Regions from separate parts of the Mus musculus genome. Here all the other regions are linked to region 1. The links are chromatin contacts, called in public promoter capture Hi-C maps. All regions are on one chromosome and are shown on one strand. Each heading gives the region's core, a stretch centred on a gene start, on an enhancer-like site or on the middle of the called end of the contact. The rest is flanking DNA. Distances are from core to core; before and after follow the strand shown. Region 1 holds the start of Osbpl9 (oxysterol binding protein-like 9). Region 2 holds the start of Zyg11b (zyg-ll family member B, cell cycle regulator). Region 3 holds the start of Coa7 (cytochrome c oxidase assembly factor 7). Region 4 holds the start of Prpf38a (PRP38 pre-mRNA processing factor 38 (yeast) domain containing A).

Evidence for each region. Promoter capture Hi-C pulls out the DNA fragments that hold promoters and counts their contacts.
Region 2: a promoter capture Hi-C map of pre-B cells shows a contact between it and region 1, with 4 times the contacts expected there. The contact joins the promoter of Zyg11b here to the promoter of Osbpl9 in region 1. A contact is called at or near these places in 3 of 39 promoter capture datasets (liver, neutrophils and pre-B cells) and 1 of 9 other capture datasets (adipose tissue).
Region 3: a contact with region 1 is called in a promoter capture Hi-C map of pre-B cells, with 3 times the contacts expected there. The contact joins the promoter of Coa7 here to the promoter of Osbpl9 in region 1. A contact is called at or near these places in 1 of 39 promoter capture datasets (pre-B cells), 1 of 484 Hi-C or Micro-C datasets (pre-B cells) and 1 of 9 other capture datasets (adipose tissue).
Region 4: a promoter capture Hi-C map of liver shows a contact between it and region 1, with 4 times the contacts expected there. The contact joins the promoter of Prpf38a here to the promoter of Osbpl9 in region 1. A contact is called at or near these places in 4 of 39 promoter capture datasets (liver, neutrophils and pre-B cells) and 1 of 9 other capture datasets (liver).

What each region holds. Positions count from the first base shown.
Region 1 is chr4:109,200,298-109,205,300 of GRCm38.p6, reverse strand. It overlaps Osbpl9 (oxysterol binding protein-like 9), which reads left to right and starts at 3,029. Exons shown (of 24, transcript NM_001368727.1): 1 at 3,029-3,196. The coding sequence starts at 3,086. It overlaps Gm46867 (a long non-coding RNA gene), which reads right to left and starts at 3,108. Exons shown (of 3, transcript XR_001784406.1): 1 at 3,052-3,108.
Region 2 is chr4:108,298,260-108,303,262 of GRCm38.p6, reverse strand. Zyg11b (zyg-ll family member B, cell cycle regulator) reads left to right here and starts at 2,173. Exons shown (of 14, transcript NM_001033634.3): 1 at 2,173-2,372. The coding sequence starts at 2,343.
Region 3 is chr4:108,325,641-108,330,643 of GRCm38.p6, reverse strand. It overlaps Coa7 (cytochrome c oxidase assembly factor 7), which reads right to left and starts at 2,492. Exons shown (of 3, transcript NM_027250.4): 1 at 2,354-2,492. The coding sequence starts at 2,459.
Region 4 is chr4:108,576,915-108,581,917 of GRCm38.p6, reverse strand. Prpf38a (PRP38 pre-mRNA processing factor 38 (yeast) domain containing A) reads left to right here and starts at 2,582. Exons shown (of 10, transcript NM_172697.3): 1 at 2,582-2,933; 2 at 4,830-4,989. The coding sequence starts at 2,804. Orc1 (origin recognition complex, subunit 1) reads right to left here and starts at 2,464. Exons shown (of 17, transcript NM_011015.2): 1 at 2,343-2,464.

The sequences.
Region 1 (5,003 bases), core at 1,780-4,279:
TAAGGAGAGCCTTCTGATGCCTCTTGACCCCAAGGAACGCTAAGACAGACTAAGCGGTTGATGATACTGTCCACATTATGTCTAAGGCATTTAAAAATTATTTCTAAGTATGTGTATATGTGTGTGTCTGAGCACAAACTCACAGGGTTTTGTTTGTGTGAGTGCAGTGTCTAAGGAGGGCCAGAAAACAACGTCAGATACCCTGGAGCTGGGATTAAAGGCAGTTAGTTCTGTCTTTTATTTAGCATGTGGGTCCCAGGGGTCAAACTCAGGTCATCATGCTTGGTGGCAAGTATCTTAACCCACTGAGCCTCTTTTTTTCAAGACATGGTTTTTAAGTGTAGCCCTGGAACTTACTCTGTAGACCAGGCTGGCCTTGAACTCACAGACATCCACCTGCCTCTGCTTTCCAAGTGCTGGGATTAAAGGCATGTTTCCTCCCACCCTGCCCTACCCCACCCCATCCACCCCACCGCACCCCACTCACCCCTGCCACATTGAGCTCCCAGGCCCCACATTTCTTTTTTTAAAGACACAGTCTGCTACTGATTTTATATCTCACCAATTCTGCCGGACTAGCTGACCTGAAATCCCCAAGGAACTTCCTGTCTCATCTTCCCAGCACTGGGACTACAGACATGCACCTGGCCTTTGTGTGGGTGTGAGGCCTCTGAACTCATGTCCTCTTGCTTATGCAGCAAGCACTGTATCAGCTGAGGCATCTCTGGAATCTCAGTATTGGGCAACTTTCCTGTTTACTTTCTTAGTATTTGCTTCCATTACAGAAGATCCCAGCACTTGAACACAGAAGTAAAACTGTGTAGAGGGACAAATGAGACTAATGAGAGGGGAGAGGCAAGAAAGGGGAGAGGTAGGAGCTATGAGGGTATAGCTGATTGTGTATACATGTATAAAGCTTTGAGAAAGTTCCCTTCTCATTCAGGCCCAACCCCTCTTCCCTTTATTTTTTTTCCCATAGCACTTAACAATTTGTAACTCACACATCAAAGATTTTGTTGTTTATCCTTGCCTTCCTTTCTACCTTCTGCAAATGTTCTCAAAGCCTTAAAAGAGTGCATAGAGCAAAACAGCATGTGTGCTTAAGTACAGTCCCCTGATTCTGGGAGTTGAATTTAGGGACTCACATATGTTGGGCAAGCACTCTGCTACTGGGCTATATTCCCAGACTATGGTTATTAAGTGTGTGGTTTGTGTAACAAATACATAAATGGACATTGGGGGTGGTCTCTTGTGAGGTGTCAAGAATGATCTATGTTTTCTTAAGAAAAGGCAGGTCTGATAGCTATTCTTGGTTGTCAACTTGACTACATCGGGAATTAACTAAAATCCAAACATGGCTGGGCACACCTGTGGTAGATTTTTGCTTAACTGGATGATATGAAGTGGGAAGATCCACCTCTAGTCTGAGCCACACTTTCTCCTGGAAACCTATAAATAGGGCATCAAGAAGGACGCTTTCTCCTTTTCTGCCTACGTCTCTCACTTTTGCTAGCAAGTCCATTACTTCACTGGCATTAGGGCCTATTCTTTCCAGATTTTGGCATACACAGAAGACTAGCTAGCTGAGACATCCAATTACTAGTTTCTTGGATTTTCTATGCATAGGCAGCCATTGTTGTCTTTGCTTAATCACATCCTGTAATAAATCCCACTCTGTGTGTGTGTGTATATCTATCGATCTCTCTATATATACACAAATATATTCATTCTGTAAGTATTTTTACTCTAAAGATCCCTGACTAATATAGCAGGGGTAGAATGTTCTCCTGGCATGCACAAAGCCCTAGATTTTTCTCTACAGTAAAACAACAAAACAAAACAAGAAGTATATGAGTTCTTTTTGCCTGCATGCATATCTGTGTACTACATACATGTCTGGGGCCAGGGAGGCCAAAAGAGGATCACTGGGTTCTTCTTCCCCTTCTTTTTCTAGATTTATTTATTTATTTTATGTATGTGAGTACACAGTTGGTCTTCAGACACACCAGAAGAGGGAATCAGATCTCATTACAAATGGTTGTGAGCCACCCTGTGGTTGCTGGGAATTGAACTCAGGACCTCTGCAAGAGCAGTCAGTGCTTACCCGATGATGAGCCATCTCTCCAGCTTTCCCAATCACTAGGTTCTTAAATATAGAATTCTTTGGCCAGGTGTGGTGGCTCTCACCTTTAACCCAAGCCCAGAAGCAGACAGATCTCTGTGAGTTAGAGGACAGCCTGGTCTACCTATATATAGCAAATACCAGAACAGCCAAGGCTGCAAAAGAGACTCTGTCTCCAAAAAAAAAAAAAAAAAAAAAAAAAAACAAAAAACCCAACAAAACTTATGTTACAATTTAAAAAAAAGTTTTATGTAGCACCCACTACTCTCAAACTCATTATGTAGTCAAGGATTATCTTGAACTTACAAAAAAAAAATTTAGTTTTAGTTATATGTACTTTAGTGAGTATGTCTGAGTGGGGTGGGAATATTTGCTCCTAAGTGCTGGTACCCTCAGTTCTGATGGCCTGGAGTTACAGGCAGTTGTGTGCTCCCCTACCCTCCAGATCCTCTTGAAGATGTTTTTCTCTTATTCTCTCTGTCTGTCTGTCTCTCCCTCCCTCCCTTACACCCACCTCTAAACCCCCCTCCCCTCCGTCTCTCTGTCCCCCCACTCCCCTTTTCTCCTTCTCTCCTTTTTTTCTTTTCTTTTTTTTGTCAGTCTTACTTAGCTGAGTCTGGCTTTGAACTACCGATCCTCTGGTCTCCCAAGTGCTGGGATTACAGGTATCCACCTTCACGCCTGTTTTGGATAAATAATCTAAATATTCACGCTCGCTTTCTCAGTTTTCTGCCTCCATAACAGCCCGCCCTATACACAATAGGCGAAGAGAGAAAGAAACAAAGCATGCTTGACTAGGATTGCCAGGGGCGTGGGTCCACCAGCTGCACAGAGGAGCCGCACCTGGCCCCGCCCACTCACGCCCTGGTCCCGCCTAGGCTCTCGGAGACCCCGCCCCCTGCATGCCGAATGCCATATAGGCGACTGACGTCAGGCCGTTTGTTGTCATTGGCGGCTCCCAAGATGGCGTCCATCGTGGAAGGGCCGCTGAGCAAATGGACTAACGTGATGAAGGGATGGCAGTATCGTTGGTTCGTGCTGGACTACAATGCAGGGCTGCTCTCCTACTACACGGTGAGTGGCTGAGGCCGCGCTGCTGGGACGGCGAGCTACGCGGAGCCGGGGCGGGGGTGCTCCGCTGAGAGACCGCCGTACGCGAGGTTCCCTTGTGGAGGAGGGCTTTGCGTGCGGGTAGCCAATGACCAGAAGGGAGATGCGGACCCAGCCAGTGAGCAGCGCCGGCCGGCTGATTTATGGGCCGGGGGCGAGCCGGGTGTCTCAGGGAGTGGTTCTGTGACTAGGTAGGGTCTGCGCTGAGACGAGGTACGGGTGGGCGTAGTCCCGGTGTGGCAGGTCAGCCTAGCTGTCCACACTGTGCGTCTCTCCTGTCCCCAGCCCGGGCACTGGCCGCACCCCTTAGCTTCCCTCCAGGGCTCGAAGAGCGCTGCCTTCTCGGAGCAGTGGTCAGAGGAACCTGGCCAGGTCCAAAGGTGACCCGCGTCCACACCGTGGGCTCTGAAATCCCATCAGTCTGTCCAGCAAGGCTGTCCTACTGTGGGGATGCACCCCTCTTTCCAGCGGGGCACGAGTGTAACGGACTCCGTAACTTTTGAGAGCAGAGGATTCCCTCTGCGCGAGTCTTCTGGTTGCGGAGATGTAGAAAGAGATGGTGCAGTTGCCCTGAAAGTTGTGTTCTGGAGAGGACCGACTTCGCTGTTGTTGACGCGAGTTAGTGGCCCAGGGTAGGTAGATGAAATGCTGTGGAGCCTATGTTCTGACCGCCTCTTCCACCTCCTTCGCATTAGAAATGGAAGGTGGGCGGTGTTGGAGAAATTACTAACGGGGCCACTTTCTTTGAGCTGTATTGTTAATAATAGCCCGTGAGAAGAAGAAAAGCACCCAGAAGGACAAAATATAGAATGTCTTGAAGGCTTTAGAAAATGATAGAAGAAAAACGAAGAAATACGATTATGGGAGAAGAGTTAGTGTGGATGAGGGAAGTAGGGACACATAGTTATTCATTCATTTAAAAATATCATTGAGTTCCTGTCCTGCGGGTCTTCATTCCAGCAAGAATCGACAGCTGTGTAGACGCTGCCTCTCTTCTCGAGCTTTTAGTGTAGTCTAGTGGGCACCTTAATTCATTTACTCTTAATAAATTTGCAAGGTAGGTATTCATTATTCCCATTTAATGCTCCCATTTTACAGTTTTGGAATCTGAGACTCCAGGCTTTTAAGTAATTAGCTCAAGATCACATACACAGCTGTAAGTGGTGGAGTCAGGCTTCCCATTAAATTTCTCTTTTGCTACAGGAAGTAGAAAAGTACATGCTGTTAGGCAGGTCTGCCAAACTACAAGCGTTGGTCACCTTTATCATTCTTTGGATATGAACTTATGTTCTCTGTGTCTTTATTATTTTTATTTTTGATGGAGCCCAGGGCCTCGAAAATGCTAGGTCAACACTTTACCACTGACCCACATTCCTAGCCTCTCTTCTACGTAATTTTTAAAGGATCAAATTTTAATGAGACACAAACATATTGTTCAAAGCTGAATACAGTAGCTTGTATATGTAGCCTCTTAATTTTAAGGTCAAGCCAGGTCAGTGTACCTAAAGAGACCCTGTCTCAAAACAAAACAAACAACACCCCAAAACAAACAAAACCAAAAAACAACCCCCAACCAAATATATTAAAAAACAAAAAACACACACACATCATACTATGTCAGATGGAAAAGGAACAACTACACATTTTATCTTGAAAAACTGAAGAATTATGAAATCCCACGACTAAGATAAATAAAGAATAATATCAAATTTCACTAAATGTGATAATCAGCAAACTCTATGGATCCTAGCCAGCATATTCATGATGGAGT
Region 2 (5,003 bases), core at 924-3,423, 900 kb after region 1:
GGCAGCTTCTTCTTCCTCTTCCTCCTTCTTTTATAAAAGAAATATTTATTTTATGTATATAAGCACATTGTAGCTGTCTTCAGACACACCAGAAGAGGGCACCTGATCAGTTTACAAGATGGTGTAAGCCACCATGTGGTTGCTGGGAATTGAACTCAGGGCCTCTGGAAGAACAGTCAGTGTTCCTAACCACTGAGCCATCTCTCCAGCACCCCCCTTCTTCCTTCTCCTTTTCTTCCTCCTCCTCCTCCTCCTTCTCTCTCTCTCTCTATGTCTCTCTCTCTGTCTCTCTCTGTCTGTCTCTTCCCTCTCATTCTTCTCCTCTCTCTCTCTCTCTCTCTCTCTCTCTCTCTCTCTCTCTCTCTCTCTCTCTCTCTGCAAACATCAATCAGCCAGGTAACTCAAAACTTGCCTACCTCTAATCCCTCCAGTAATTGGTTGTACCATTTTTACTTAACCAATAGCTTTAAGTTAAGGAACAAGGTTTGCACAACAAACGCTGGTAAATGAGAGAATTAGTACAGAATTTAGCATCACAATACACAGCCTCCCACCAAACAACCATCACTAGAGTAATCAAATCCACAGAGATTAAAAATCAGGACTATGCTAGCTTTGGGTGTGTCTCAGTAGTAGAGAGCTTGCATAGCGTGTGTGAGGTCATCAACTTAATACCCAGCACTGCTGCAACCTCCAACAAAAGGTAGCACAGTACTTGCCAAGGGACAGTGAGAAAGAATATAGGGATAGACATTCAGTTTTGCAAGAGCGGCAGAGTCTGAACAACTGAGGATGTTGCCCAAGAGGAGAACACTTGCACAGCATGTGCAAAGCCTTGTAGTTAATTCCCACTACCACAAACACGATGGAAACAATCAAGTGGCAGCCTTCTGGAGTGCCTGTTTGGCGATGGCTTCACCAGTACTTAATCCTGCCTGACCTGTATACTTGATAGTGATTAAAATGGAAGATGGTCCAGTGGCAAGAGGCTAGGGGGTTAGGTCTCCAGAAGTGTGCGCTCTGGAGAAACAGTGACACACTTCCTCTAACAAGGCTACTCTTCCTAGTATCACCAACCACCATGGGCCAGGCATTCAAACACAGGAGTCTATGGGGGCCATACCTATTCAAACCACCACAGCAGAGAAATGGAGAGTTGAAGCATACCTGGACTACATAGTGAAGGCTAGCCTGGGCTACAGAAAGGAAAAAGTATACAAGTGGAGTTATAGGTAGTCTGGAAGTCACTGTCAGTGATGGAAACTTATATAGATGTTCTGTTTTGTCCATTTACTTTGTCAGTGATTTGAAGGCAAAAATGATTAGTTAAATGAGCATGAAGAAGGAAATATCGGAGGCCTGAGAAGAGGGACTTGAAGTAGCTACCTAGAGGGTGGAAAAATATAGCATAGCTAAACACCATTTACATAAGATCAAAAGAAGGCAGCCAAGAGATGGCTCATCGGTTAAGAGCACTGACCCCTCTTCCTGAGTTCAAATCCCAGCAACCACATGGTGGCTCACAACCATCTGTAATGAGATCTGATGCCCTATTCTGTGCTGTCTGAAGACAGCTACAGTGTACTTGGATATAATAATAAATAAATCTTTAAAAAGAAAAAAGAAAAGCAGGTTAAAGAGGGAAAGCTCCATAGTCAAAATTGAGATTGTGGGGCCCGAGGATGTGACGCAGTAGCAGGCAGAATACTTGCCTAACATATGCTATGTGGAGGGACTCTTTCTCACAAAACAAAACGAAAACAACAGCAAAACAACATCATGTAACAGAATGCTAAAATCACTAAGAACGTTGACAACAAAAATTAATGACTAAAAAAAAAAATTAATGACTATGAATCAGAAGTTAAGTTTTGAAGAATGAGGGTAAGCGCTGCAGTCTTCTGGAGGTAAGATTTAAAGCTCTTCCAAACGGAAAGACTACAGCCTCGTCAGAGGGCGTTGGCCCCTTTAAGGGCTGGCGTTTGAGAATGGAGTCTACGCCGGGACGGGGCGGGGTCTTCAGGGGGCGGGACCACTTTGGGGCGGGGCGAGACATGCAAGGGAGAGAGGGGCGGGACTTCTAAGGGGCAGGGCGCGGTAGGCTCAGGGAGAGGGGCGGGACCTCGTGCGGGGGGGCGGGGCGCAGCAGGCGCGGCGAGCGAGGCGGAGTCTGTGTTTCGGTCAGGTTGCGGCAGCGGCTGCTGTAGTTCAGAAGAGCGAGGCCGAGGCCTGGGCCCAGCCCGGAGCCGCTGCCTGACCCGAGCCTCCTGGAGCCCCCGAGCCGGCTGATCTTAGCGGCGGGCTCGGGCTCCGCCTGCCACCGCACGCAGGACCGAGGCTGCATGCCGGAGGACCAGGCCCACGCAGCCATGGTGAGCTAGCGCGGCCTGCCCCCCACCCCCCGCAGGGTGGCCCGAGGACGCCGGGCAGCCGTCTCACCCTTCTTCCTGCACCCTCCCTCTGTCTCCTCCGGCTCGCGTTCCCCATCCACCAGTAGGAGCAAACCTCTTTGGGAGACATCCCTTAATCCCCCTTCTTTCCGGTGACACCCTTTTGTCCCCCGGTGACAGCCTCCTTCGCATTCTCCTCGTCCCCCCTTCCCTGTCTTTAACCCTCCCCTTTCTCCTCAACCATTTTAACCTTTCTCCTCTATGGTCGTTAGTCACCCCCACCCCCCACTTTTCCTTCCCACACTTTGCTTCCTTTCCCTCCTCGACCCTCTTCACCATTTTATCTCCGGCGCCCCCTCTTCCCCTTGGTCCTCGACCATCCGCATTTCCTCTGCCCCTTGTCGGATGTCCTCCGTCGCCGGCTCACACATCTGTCCCCATTTCCTTGTGCAGGTTTCAGAGGGCTAAGCAGGAGCAATTGGAAGGCAATTGCTACCCGGGAGCTGTTGGGCGGGTACATACAGATTAGTAACCTTTCTTTCTCCGTTCTGTTTTGGAGTGGGGAAGTGAGGGGAGATTGGCGGTATGGAAGAATAGTCTGGAAGCTTTACTACTTAGTGTCATTGCAAAAACCTGAGTGGGGTGTGTTACAGAGTACATCCTGTAGCCTTATGTGATTATCAGGCCTTTTGACAGAAATAGCCAAAAAGGGTTGTTACATTTTTATTTTGAATGTGTTTTCATGTGGAGTTACCGTTAGGGAAATTAAAAATCTTTTGTAATTTGCAGGCTTGACAGTTGTTGCTCAGAGCACATGATTTGTTTTTGTTAGGAGGCAGAGACCAAGGGCATTTGAGGTCTGAATATCAGCCTGGCAGTCAGATTGTGACAGTCTTTCGAATACCTTCCTCCGAAAGGTTGTATTTGTCCTGTCCTTTCTGTCCTTTCTTGGAGAAACCCTTTCTTTGCAAATTTTCCTCTGCTTCAAAATGGCTGTGACTACAGTCCCATTTTTAAGTGTTATCCGCGTTTTGCTGTGTATATATTGAAAGCATTGTTCTATCCTATACAAAATAAATGTTGATCTCTGGGAGGAAATAATACATTCTAGTCAAAAAGACTTGTTGATAATCATAAGTTCCTAGGTTGTATTTCCCTCCATCTGACTTTTAGGAAGGTAACCTACCGTCTGGTGTTTAACCGGGAAACACTCCCTCGCTCCCTGACTCTGCTGATCCTCCATTGTCTTTTCCCAGTGACTGCCTCTCACTTGTTCCACTGTTACTGTGTGCTGTTCTGTTCCTTCCCAAGGAGAGTCAGAGTCTGGAAACAACTGGGCCTTACTTAATTCCCTGAGTTCCCAGTGCCCAGGTCAGGTAGACTCTTGAATGGTTTGATTTATGATCTCATTTCCCCACCTGTCAAGTGCAGTCTTCCACTGAAATTTGAGGCACCTTGCAGACTACTCAGGGTGAGTTGAAGCGTCTTTTGGTGCAAAAAGGAGTAGAATAAGATGTAGTGATGATTCTTTTCAGACTAGAGAGCCATCCTGCTGGAGAAGGTACCAGGCTGTTAGACTTTTGGAAATGCAGGCCTTTCCACGGAGACTGAATGAGTTATTCAAAGGATGGGGAGTCAAAGGCGTGATTTGAGCTGGGCCTAAAAGATGAATAGAATTTATGTGGCTCATTTGGGAAAGAAGAAGAAAACTTCACTTTAAGTGTGACTGGGAAGAGATTTAAGATCGGCTGTGAAAGTCAGGTGCTCCTCTAGGCCCAGCACTGGGGAGGCAGAGACAGATGGATCCCTGGGGTCAGCCTAGTCTATAGAGTTCCAGAAGAGCCAGGGCTGCACAGAGAAACTGTTCTCTGGGGGAAAAAGATTTGTAGTGAAGGATGACATGTTTACTACCTGGAAGGATGGAAGAAATAGGAGGTGTAATAGCTTGTGTGGTGAGAAAGATACTGTCTTAGTCCATTTAGGTTGCTATAATAAAATACCATCAGCTGGCTAGCTAATAAACAGAAATTTTTATGAACTTTGGAGCATAGAAAATCCAGGGATAGGGACCACCACATTTATTGTTTGAAAGGGGCTGGCTGCCTTCCTTCCTTTCTTTTCTCCTCCTCCTCCTCTTCCTCCTCCTCTTCCTCTTCCTCTTCCTCTTCTTCTTCTTCTTCTTCTTCTTTGTGTGTGTGTCTGTGTCTGTGTGCACACGTGCAAGCTCGAGCACACTCATGCACATGTATATGCATGCATGCATGTGTATGTGTATGTGTGTGGAGGCCAGAGTTGGTTTTTTTTTTTTTTTTTTTTTAGCTTTTTGGATTTTTTAAAAAATATGAGTAATTTGCCTATGTATTGCCTATGTATATGATGTGTGCTACATGTGTGCCTGGTGCCTGCGGAGGTCAGAAGAGGGTGTCAGGTCCCTTGGAACTGGAGTTACATGCATGGTTGTAAGCCATCATTTGGGTATTGGGTATTGAGCCTTGGTTCTTTGAAAGAGCAGCAAGTGTGCTGAACTCCTTATTTATGTAATTTTCTGAGACAGGATCCTTTCCTGAGTCTAAAGCTTGTCCATTTGACTAGACTGGCCTGGTCAGTGCGCTC
Region 3 (5,003 bases), core at 1,243-3,742, 870 kb after region 1:
ATGTTTGCACCAAGAATAATAACAATAATTGATGTTATTTTTGTTTGTTTAATTTGAGGCAGGGTCTTAAATAACCTAGGCTGGACCAGAACTCACTATGTAGCTAAGGATGTCCCTGATCCTGTTGCTCTACCTCCCTGAGTGCTGGGATCTCATGCTAAGCATGTGCATATGCAGTCTGAGCCAGGCCTAGTACTCAGTCAGGGCCTCAGGTACACTAGGTGAGTGCTCTTCCAACCAACCTACAACCCCAGCCCATGGCCAGTGCTCACAGGGCTCTCCTGCACTCCCTGCTCCACATGTCCTTCATGTAACTCATATCAACTACCACAAACTCCTCAAACATGCCTACAGAGTCAGGTCTAAATTCCTTGCTTAGAAAGGCAGGGTACACTGTAGTCCGGGCTCCCTGAACAAACTTAATCTGGAACTGGAGCTAGAGCCCAGTGGTAGAAAACTTCCCCGCTACACTCAGAAGCCCTGGCTTTGTGCCTCAGGACTGCAAAACAGACATTAATTTGACTTGATTCTGAGCAATCCTTAATTCACCTTCCAAAAGAGCTCTCTGTTCCCCAACCTCTCCCGCACTGACTACACAGCTGGCCTCTGTGGACTATGCCCAACCACCCTGGTCCTCAGAGACCACAGAAGGTCAATTCCTCTGAAATTTCTCTTCAATTGGGACATGGACTAGCTCCCAAAGAATAATCTTAGCCGGGCGTGGTAGTGCACACCTTTAGTCCCAGCACTCGGGAGGCAGAGGCAGGCAGACTTCTGAGTTCGAGGCCAGACTGGTCAGCAGAGTGAGTTCCAGGACAGCCAGGGCTATACAGAGAAACCCTGTCTCGAAAAAACAAACAAACAAACAAACAAACAAACAGAATAATCCTGGGTTCCTTATCCAGAGTCACACTATAGTGGACTAATTTCAAGAAACAGAAAGTCATTTCTTGGGAACTAGACTGTAAGCTACTGGAAAGGAGGGCCAGAGCCATTTTCATTCTTTTCCCTTAATTAAAACAATAGGAAAACAACCTACAGACACTGGACACTTGTTTGGGCACTGGTCACTCATACACTCCACCTCCTCACTGCACATAAGAGTCCATTTCTGGGGCTGGTGAGATGGCTCAGTGGTTAAGGAAACCGACTACTCTTCCAAAGGTCCTGAGTTCAAATCCCAGCAACCACATGGTGGCTCACAACCATCTGTAATGAAATCTGATGCTCTCTTCTGGAGTGTCTGAAGACAGCTACAGTGTACTTACATATAATAAATAAATAAATATAGTCAATTTCTGACCTTTTATTACCTCTGCCTGGCAAAGACTTACAATGGTTCCTTTCCTCCTTCAAAGCTTTATTCAAAAGCCATGTCATTGGGCAGTGCCCTTCACTCAGTTCTTTTTATCACATTTCACTTACCTTAAAAAAACTTTTTTTTCCCTCGAAAAAACTAAAACAAAAAAAAAATTTTTTTTTAAAATTTTGTGCTGGATGGTGGCAGCCCACACCTTCTAGCACTTGAGAAACAGAAGCTTGCAGATATCTTAGTTTCAGGCTAGCCTGATCAACAGAAGGACAGTCAGGACTACACAAAGAATAACACCTCAACAAATTAATTAATTTATTAATTTGTTAACAGGCCTGTGGCTCATGCCAAAAACTCAGAAGATAGAGGAAGCAGTTCTGAGTCCAAGGCTAGCGTGGCCTACACTGTAAGTTCTAGGCCAGTCAAGGCTACATAATGACAGTCTCAAAAAAAAAAAGATTTAATTTTTATTATTTTAAATTATGGATGTGTGTATACGAGCATGTGGTGTGGTGGCAGCAGAGGCCAGAGGCATTGGATCTCCTAGAACTTTAAATGGGCTCCTAATTACTGGACCACCACTCCAATCTCCCTCTCCAATTCTTTTTTTGGGCCGGGTTTTGCTATGTAGTTCAGGCTAGTCCTTAACTCCTGAGTTCTAAGTGATCCTCCTTCCTCAGCCTCCCGAACGCTAGAATTACAGGTGCAAGATGCCAACCAATTCTGGCTCGCATTTACTACTAGCATATATTTCATTTATTTCCTGCATGTTAAATGATTCCCTCAAAGACATGTACACCGAGGTTCTACTTCACCCTCACACCTCCAGTCCTAGCACCCTAAACTTGACTACACAGCATCTAGCCTGAGGGCTCCGCCCTCCGCTGCAGGCCCCGCCCCCGATGCACTACAACTTCCCGCCCACAGGCCCGTAGTGACCCTGACCCGGTCCTTAGGCGTCCTCGGCCCGCCACGTGACCACGACTGCACCCCACGCTCGCTCCCCTCCCCTATGTCCCAGGCTGCGCAGTTGGCGCTCACCCTCCGGGTCCTTCTCGCGGTAGCATTGGTAGTGACACTCCACCTCCATGTTCTCCAGGAAGGACTTCACCTGCTCCTCGTCCTGGAAGTCAACCAAGCCCGCCATGATTCCGACTCCCACAAATCGCTTTGTGGCTCCACCCTCAGTTACGTGAGCCAGCCCAGGGGCGGGGCATGCCGGCGGCGTGCGTGACGTCAGCGCTCCTCAGTACGGGGGCGGGTTGGAAGGAAGGAGACGATTACCGCTTCCCATCATCCTTTGCGGTGGTAGCTCCCCACCCCCCCCACCCCTCCAGGCTTTTATTCTTCTTTTTGGACAGCCCTCTCCCAGGTTTCTGCGTCGGTTTATCTGAGGCCATACTGCCCCTTAATGGTTTTCTCCCTGTAGTCTGGATCAGCCAGACATTCTTCAGTTCCGGTTCTAAAGCCGACACAGCCGGGAGCTCAGGTCCCAGCCTTACCAAAGCTTACAGCGTTGGGCTGCAGCTCACCACCAAGTACTCTGAAGCATCGTAAAACAGAACTTGAAATCTATTCCGAAAGCATTCGTTCATTTGGGTGGCAAGCATTTTGAATACCTTGTGTGTCCCAAATATGGCCGGAAAAACCGAAATAAATAAATCTGTGCAATTGCCACGGGATGCCCTTATCTCTATATTCTTTGTAGACCCATCAAAATCATCCATATTAATATGACTGCGAGTTATGATTAGAACACATCAGTGGTCGGGATTATAGTGACAACATGGTCACTATAATAGTTTTAGAACAGCAGCATGGCGGATTGAAGCCAAGGAACACTATGAAGTCATATGATGCAACAGATCTTACCGAAGAGGTTTATTGGGGCAAGGAGAAAGGGAAAGGCCGATTGGGAATGGACTCATGGTTTTAAAAGCAGTTCCATGACACATCTTTCACAGGATAGCACAAGCTCTGCGTTACTCCAGAGCCTCTGGCTAAAACTGACTTTTATGTATGGCTTCTCCTGTTTTTCCTTTGATAGAATCTCACTTTGAGACAATCCTCCCCCCTCAGCCTACTGAGTACTGTTGCAGATACAAGCTCCCACATCCACCTATCCGTGTTCTTTTTATCTTGTTTATATCTGTAATCACTAGAGGGAGCCCTTAGAATACATGGTCCAGGATGAGAAGGCCTGACCTTTACTTTGGAGCCTCCCTCCTTAACCTACTCCTACTGGATACATCTAGAAGCTTACTTGCTTTGTTCTGTATAACTGAGACAGGCTGACTCCATGACAGGCTTCACATTGGCAGTTCAGGAGACTAGACATAAATCTCTGTTTCCAAGAACTGAGCAAGCCCAGGCCTCAGAAGAGGCCACACCACCTGGCCTCCAGGAGTTCCAGGATAGCTTGGAAAACAGTAAGCCATTATTAAAAAAAAATAATAATAATATTTAGGCTGAAGAAGTAGCTCATCTGTTGGAGAACTTGCCTGGTCCCTTGGGTTCAGTCTTCATCATGTCCTAAAACAGGCATGGTGCAATCCTAGCACTTGTTGAGGTAGAGGCAAGGGGGGTCAGGGTTCAAGGTCATTCTCAGTTGCATACCAAGTTCTAGGCCAGCCAGAGAAACTTCTTCTCTTCTCTTCTCTTCTCTTCTCTTCTCTTCTCTTCTCTTCCCTTCCCTTCCCTTCCCTTCCCTTCCCTTCCCTCCCCTCCCCTCCCCTCTCCTCCCCTCCCCTCCCCTCCCCTCCTGTCCCCTCTTCTCTTCTTATCCTTTCTTCTTCTTCTTCTTCTTCTTCTTCTTCTTCTTCTTCTTCTTCTTCTTCTTCTTCTTCTTCTTCTTCTCTCTCTCTCTCTCTCTCTCTCTCTCTCTCTCATTTTCCAGACAGGGTTTCTCCGTAGTCCGGCTGTCCCAGAACTCACTCTGTAGCCCAGGCTTTCCTTGAACGCAGAAATCTGCCTATCTGCCTATCCGCCTGCCTCTGCATCTGAATGCTGGGATAAAGGTATGTATCACCATGCCTAGTTGAGACCCTTGTGTTCAAAATTAATTTCAGTCAGGCATAGTGGCATATGTTTATATTCAGGTGGCTGGGACAGGAAGATAGTTGTGTGTTAAAGGCCAACCTGGGCTACATAACAAGATTGCCTTTGTTGGGGACCAGGAACCACCATAAAAACACTGTTCTCAGTTAAGCAAAAACAGTTTATTGAATGAATACCCCAAAATTGGACATTCAGGGCCACAAAAAGGACTCGGGAACCTAATTTTGTGGTACTAGTGTATTCTCAGGAAAGGCTTATAAAGGAAACACACACTGAGCTCATATGTAGGCGTAGGAAGTGCTGCCCAGTGGTCAGCTCTGACTCAAGCCATTTTAGACATAACAGTTCATATTGACCTTTGATTTTTATGGGTCCGACGTAAAGCTTTGTGGAATTTCTTAAGATTAACATACCACATACAGAACATACAGGGTATATGATTAGCCCAAACTTGAGTCAGGTTATTTTTCTGTGTCCGTGACTGGCAGGCATTTTATAGCAATAATATGAAATAGTTGGTAGGCATGAAACAAAATGGCTACATACATGTTGGTGGAGGGCAGACCTCAACACCTTAAGTAAGAAACTAAACCTAGGGCTGGTGAGATGGCTCAGTGGGTAAGAGCACCCGACT
Region 4 (5,003 bases), core at 1,333-3,832, 620 kb after region 1:
ATGCCCACTCTATGACTCGGTAATTCGTATACCTATCAGAAAAGACATGAACCAAAGTGTTCCCATTAGTAGTATAGAACAACAAAATTAATCAAACTATTAAAAAACTTGCACTGTTGTAGCTTGGAATTGTATTTTCCCAAAGGTCACCTGATAAAAGCCAGGGCTGCCATGTGATAGGCTTTTGGGAACTGATTGGCTCACAGAGTATCTGACCTCTTCAATGGATTAAAGGTTCACAAATTGATGGGCTACTTGGGAGATGATAGAAATTTTGAAATCTCTTAAAATCAAGGAAACAGGCGTTAGAGAGATGGCCCAATGGTAAGAGTACCTGTTGCCCTTGTAGAGAACCTGAGCACCCACACAGCAGCTTAAAACCAACTTTAACTACAGTTCCAAGGAATAGGACACCTCCTTCTGGCCTCTGGAGACACCAGGCACATACTTCATATATAGCCACATACATGACTTAGGTAAAAGGAGTAGATCCTTAGGGACAAGCCTTTGGGGTGCCCTTATCTTGTCCTAACATGACCCTAGACAGAAATATCTGAAATTGTAAGCCAAAGTAAATCTATCTTCCTTGTTTTTTTTTTCAAGTACTGTGTCATAGCAACAGAAAGTTGGCAAACACATGCACACAAAATGTAGGATTCCTCACAAAATGAAAAGATGACAAGTTAGATGCCTACAGTACAAAAGGCCTGCTACCTGCTGTCCTTAGGACTTCTTTCCAGAAATCCTAATTATTCATCAACTTTCCACTGAGGAATGACACTCATATAAAAGCATGTTGAAATGCTAATACACAGCTCAATCAACTACTCTTCCACACACCCCCAACCCCCCCCCTCCATCAGCAAAATGATTTTGATTATCAGCAAAAATGGTGAATGGACTGGGGAGCCAGGAGGATTGGTTTGGCAAAGAGAAGAGTTTGACTTCTAGCGATATCCATGGAAGGACACCACAAGTCTGAACCCAGTACAGGAACCATACCCAATGCAAAAACATAAAAGGAACCTTAATAAAAGTTAAGCCCAAACTCTTGACACATGTACCTCATTTAAATCTTTAAAGTAACCCCAGAACAATGTAAATTCATAGAAGATGCTCAATAATAAATATTTGCTAATGAAAGGGAGATGTTATCTTTGTACAAGTTAAGTCTGAACAGTCAGATACCAATAAGCTACCTTACCTTATGTATCATCGTATCACCTGTGAAAATAGTATTTACTTCTGGCAGCTTATTATATACAGTAATATATACAGCTTCCCAATCAGAGTGGCAGGTCCACCGGACCCATTTCCTAATCCACAAAATGGAAAAATAGTATCTCTTTTTATTCAACCAATATTATTTGAGGCCTGTGTGCTAAGCACTGTTCTAAGATAATCAGACTAAGAGAAAATACGGTATGATAAACCAATGCCCATCCTACTGTAGCCAACTATTGAAACAATGGATTCCAAGAAGTTTGACTTGTCCCCAGAACTTCATCCTGAAGCCAGAGGAACAACTTGTCTATAGGAAGGATTAGCAACAACAGTCTGGAGGAGCCTCTCAGGAGAGGGGGCTGAGATGTGTGTCTATAAGTGTTCCAGGACAAACGGGGCTACAGAGAGAAACTCTGTTTTGAACCCCCCTCCCGCACCTTCCCCAATCTAATTCTGAAAAAACAGGGTGTGGTGGTGCATGCCATTAATTCTAGGGCCTGAGGCAGAGGCAGTCTCTAAATTCGAGACCAGCCTGGTTCTGAGCAAGCTACAGGACAGCCGGCTCTACACAGAAAAATGTCTAAAAACCATTACAGTAGAAAATAATTACGATTATTCGACTTCTATGGAAAACTAAAAAGACCTCGTGACAGGAATCTCACAGCTCAAAGCTTAGAACTCCCAATTTCTCCAATTGTTAAGAGAAGGCTAGACCCAAGAAAGTAGAATACGAGCCATTAGATGTTTTCTCCAGTGATTGGAGATGAAAGCTCACTTAAGGGCAAGCCATGTGGAGAGGAGACGCCAAAGTCCCAGAAAGTGACTTAGAGAAAGTCTGTCTCTGGGCGGAATCACCAGTAAAGCGGAGAGCAACACCAGCTCCGCGGTTCCAGAGGAAAGGTTGCGAGTGCTTTTCAGAAGCAGTGCACGCGGAGAGCCAAAGCCTTAGGCTCCCCACCGAGGGCCGGCGCCACCCGCTTCTCCGAGGTCTCCTTCAGTGCAGGAAGTGTTCCTGGAGCTCCGGGGAGGCGAGAAGGTTTACAGGCTTGCGAGCGGTGCCGGCACCGACGGCCCTAGGTGCACGTGTATGCAGTCCGTGGACAACGACCCGCACTCACCTCGCCGACGCTTTGCAGTCCAGGCACTGGAGTAGCTGGGGGACGCTCGCTCGTCCAGGTCTGGCTCCTCCGGGAGACCACGGCTACAACACGTAGTCCCAGCTCTCAGCTGACTAAGAACTGAAGGCACAGGAGAAAACTTTTCGCGCCACTAACCGAAACCCCGCCCACAGTGTGATTCTGATTGGCGTTTCGGACACTCGCCACGCCCTCCCGGGGGTTCATGACGTACTTCCGCCAATTTGCTTGGGCCCTCTCTGGTGCGGGGTGTGCGTATTCCGGCGAAAGAGTTCTACGCCACAGCTTCCGGTACGAAGCTGGTGGCTTTCCGCGGTCGCAAGGGATTCCTTAATGTTTCCCTAGCCTCCGGTAGTCCTTTTTTTTTTTTCCCTTCTTTTAAATAAATACTGAATGTGACGTATTAAGCAAGCCGACGGAAATAGAATTGAAAGAGTTCTAAAATGGCGAACCGTACAGTGAAGGATGCCCACAGCATCCATGGCACCAACCCTCAGTATCTGGTGGAGAAGATCATCCGGACGCGAATCTATGAATCAAAGTACTGGAAAGAAGAGTGTTTTGGACTTACAGGTGAGCGACAGCGCGCAGCCCGCGTCTCGGCTTACGGGTGGTTTCTTCTGTCTGAGTGAGGAAGGACGGACCCTTTGGGGGTGATACTGGAAGAGTATGTCAACTATTCATATAAACTGCTCTGTGCCTGGACTTGTACTAGACGGGACACAGACAAATCTGACACGATCTTTTTCTCTTTTCTCTTTTTTCTTTTCCGTTTTCCGAGACAGGGTTTCTCTGTAATAGCCCTGGCTGTCCTGGAGAACTGCTGGCTTCGAACTGCCTCTGTCTCCCGAGTGCTGGAATTCAAGGAATACACCAGCACCGCAGGGCTCACCGGTCTTTCCTTCTTTCTTTCTTTCTTTCTTTCTTTCTTTCTTTGGGGGGGGGGGGGGGTGGGCTCCGAGACAGGGTTTCTCTGTAGCCCTGGCTGTCCTATGTCCTGGAACTCACTTTGTAGACCAGGCTGTCCTCGAACTCGAACTCAGAAATCCGCCTGCCTCTGCCTCTGCCTCCCAAGTGCTGGGATTAAAGGCGTGCGCCACCACGTCCTGCTTGACCGGTCTTTCTTTTTTTTGTTTTGTTTTTCGAGACAGGGTTTCTCTATAGCCCTTGCTGTCCTGGAACTCACTTTGTAGACCAGGCTGGCCTCGAACTCAGAAATCCACCTGCCTCTGCCTTCGAGTGCTGGGATTAAAGGTGTGCGCCACTACACCCGGCTTGACCGGTCTTTCTTGATGCTGAAGGATTTCTTTAGTTTTTTTTTTTTTTTTTTGAGCCATTCCATTTTTTTAAATTAATTAATTTATTTGTTTATTTATTTATTGATAGTCTGCTGGGTCCTAGATTGTTTATCTCAGGGACCAGATAAGGGTTCCTTTAATGCAGCTTGAAGATGTTCAAGGAACTTCACCATTCCTATAATAAAATTCTTGCTGTTCTTAAATGGGTCAGTAGTTTCATTTTTGACCTGCTTCCCCTAGTCCTTTAGGTTTCTGTTTTGTTTTGGGGTTTTTTTGTTGTTGTTTTTTTCCCCTGAGACAGGGGGCCTTGGATGGCCTGGAACTCTCTTGAACACACAGAGATTCATCTGCCTTCCCCTTCTGGTCCCTAGGATTAAAGGCATGAGCCACCTCGCTGGCTCCTAAGTTTTTTAGAGTGGCTCTCTGTCAGCTGTCGTAGCTTTGTTCAGCTTCACCTGGTGTGACTCTGGCTGTGGTTCTTGAGCATGTAAAATCACTTAAGCTCTTTTTTGTTCTCATTATCCTTAGCTGGAAGCCAGGACAATGATTATTTGTTTTTTTGTTTTGTTTTAGACAGGGTTTCTCTGTGTAGTCCTGGCCCTGGCTGTCCAGGAACTCACTCTGTAGACCAGGCTGGCCCTGAACTCACAGAGATGTGCCTGCCTCTGTCTCCCGAGTTCCGGCATTAAAGTTGTACACCACCCCAGACCAGCATCTGGTAGTAATAAGAGGACTTTTCCCTCATAATTTGTTGTATAAAGATTGAGGACTCATGAGTCCCACCCTTCCTTGATGGACTAAACAATTAATGGAGACTGGGACGAGGGGTCTGTCTCTCTCTGTAGTGCTGTAGTTCCAGGCATATGTAGCCCTGGCTGTTCTAAAACTCACTCTGCAGACTAGGCTGCCTCAGACCCAGAGATCTGCTTACCTCTGCCTCCTGAGTGCTGGGACTGAGCAATCATCACCATGCTCAGGGTTTTTTGTTTTTTTCCTTTTTAAGGCTGTTATTAATAAGCTCTTGTTCTCTTAATATTAAATTCTTATTGACTATTTAGGAACTCTAAACCTTTAGCTATTTAACCTTCCAACCAAGAAAAACTAAGGCCAAGAAAAACTAAAGCCTTTAATATGTCTAAGATGTATGTCACTTTGTTTTTGGCTGTTTCAGCTGAACTTGTAGTGGACAAAGCCATGGAGTTAAAGTTCGTTGGTGGTGTGTATGGTGGAAACATAAAGCCAACTCCTTTTTTGTGTTTAACCTTGAAAATGCTTCAGATTCAACCTGAGAAGGATATCATTGTTGAGTTCATAAAAAATGAAGATTTCAAGTGAGTATGTTAAC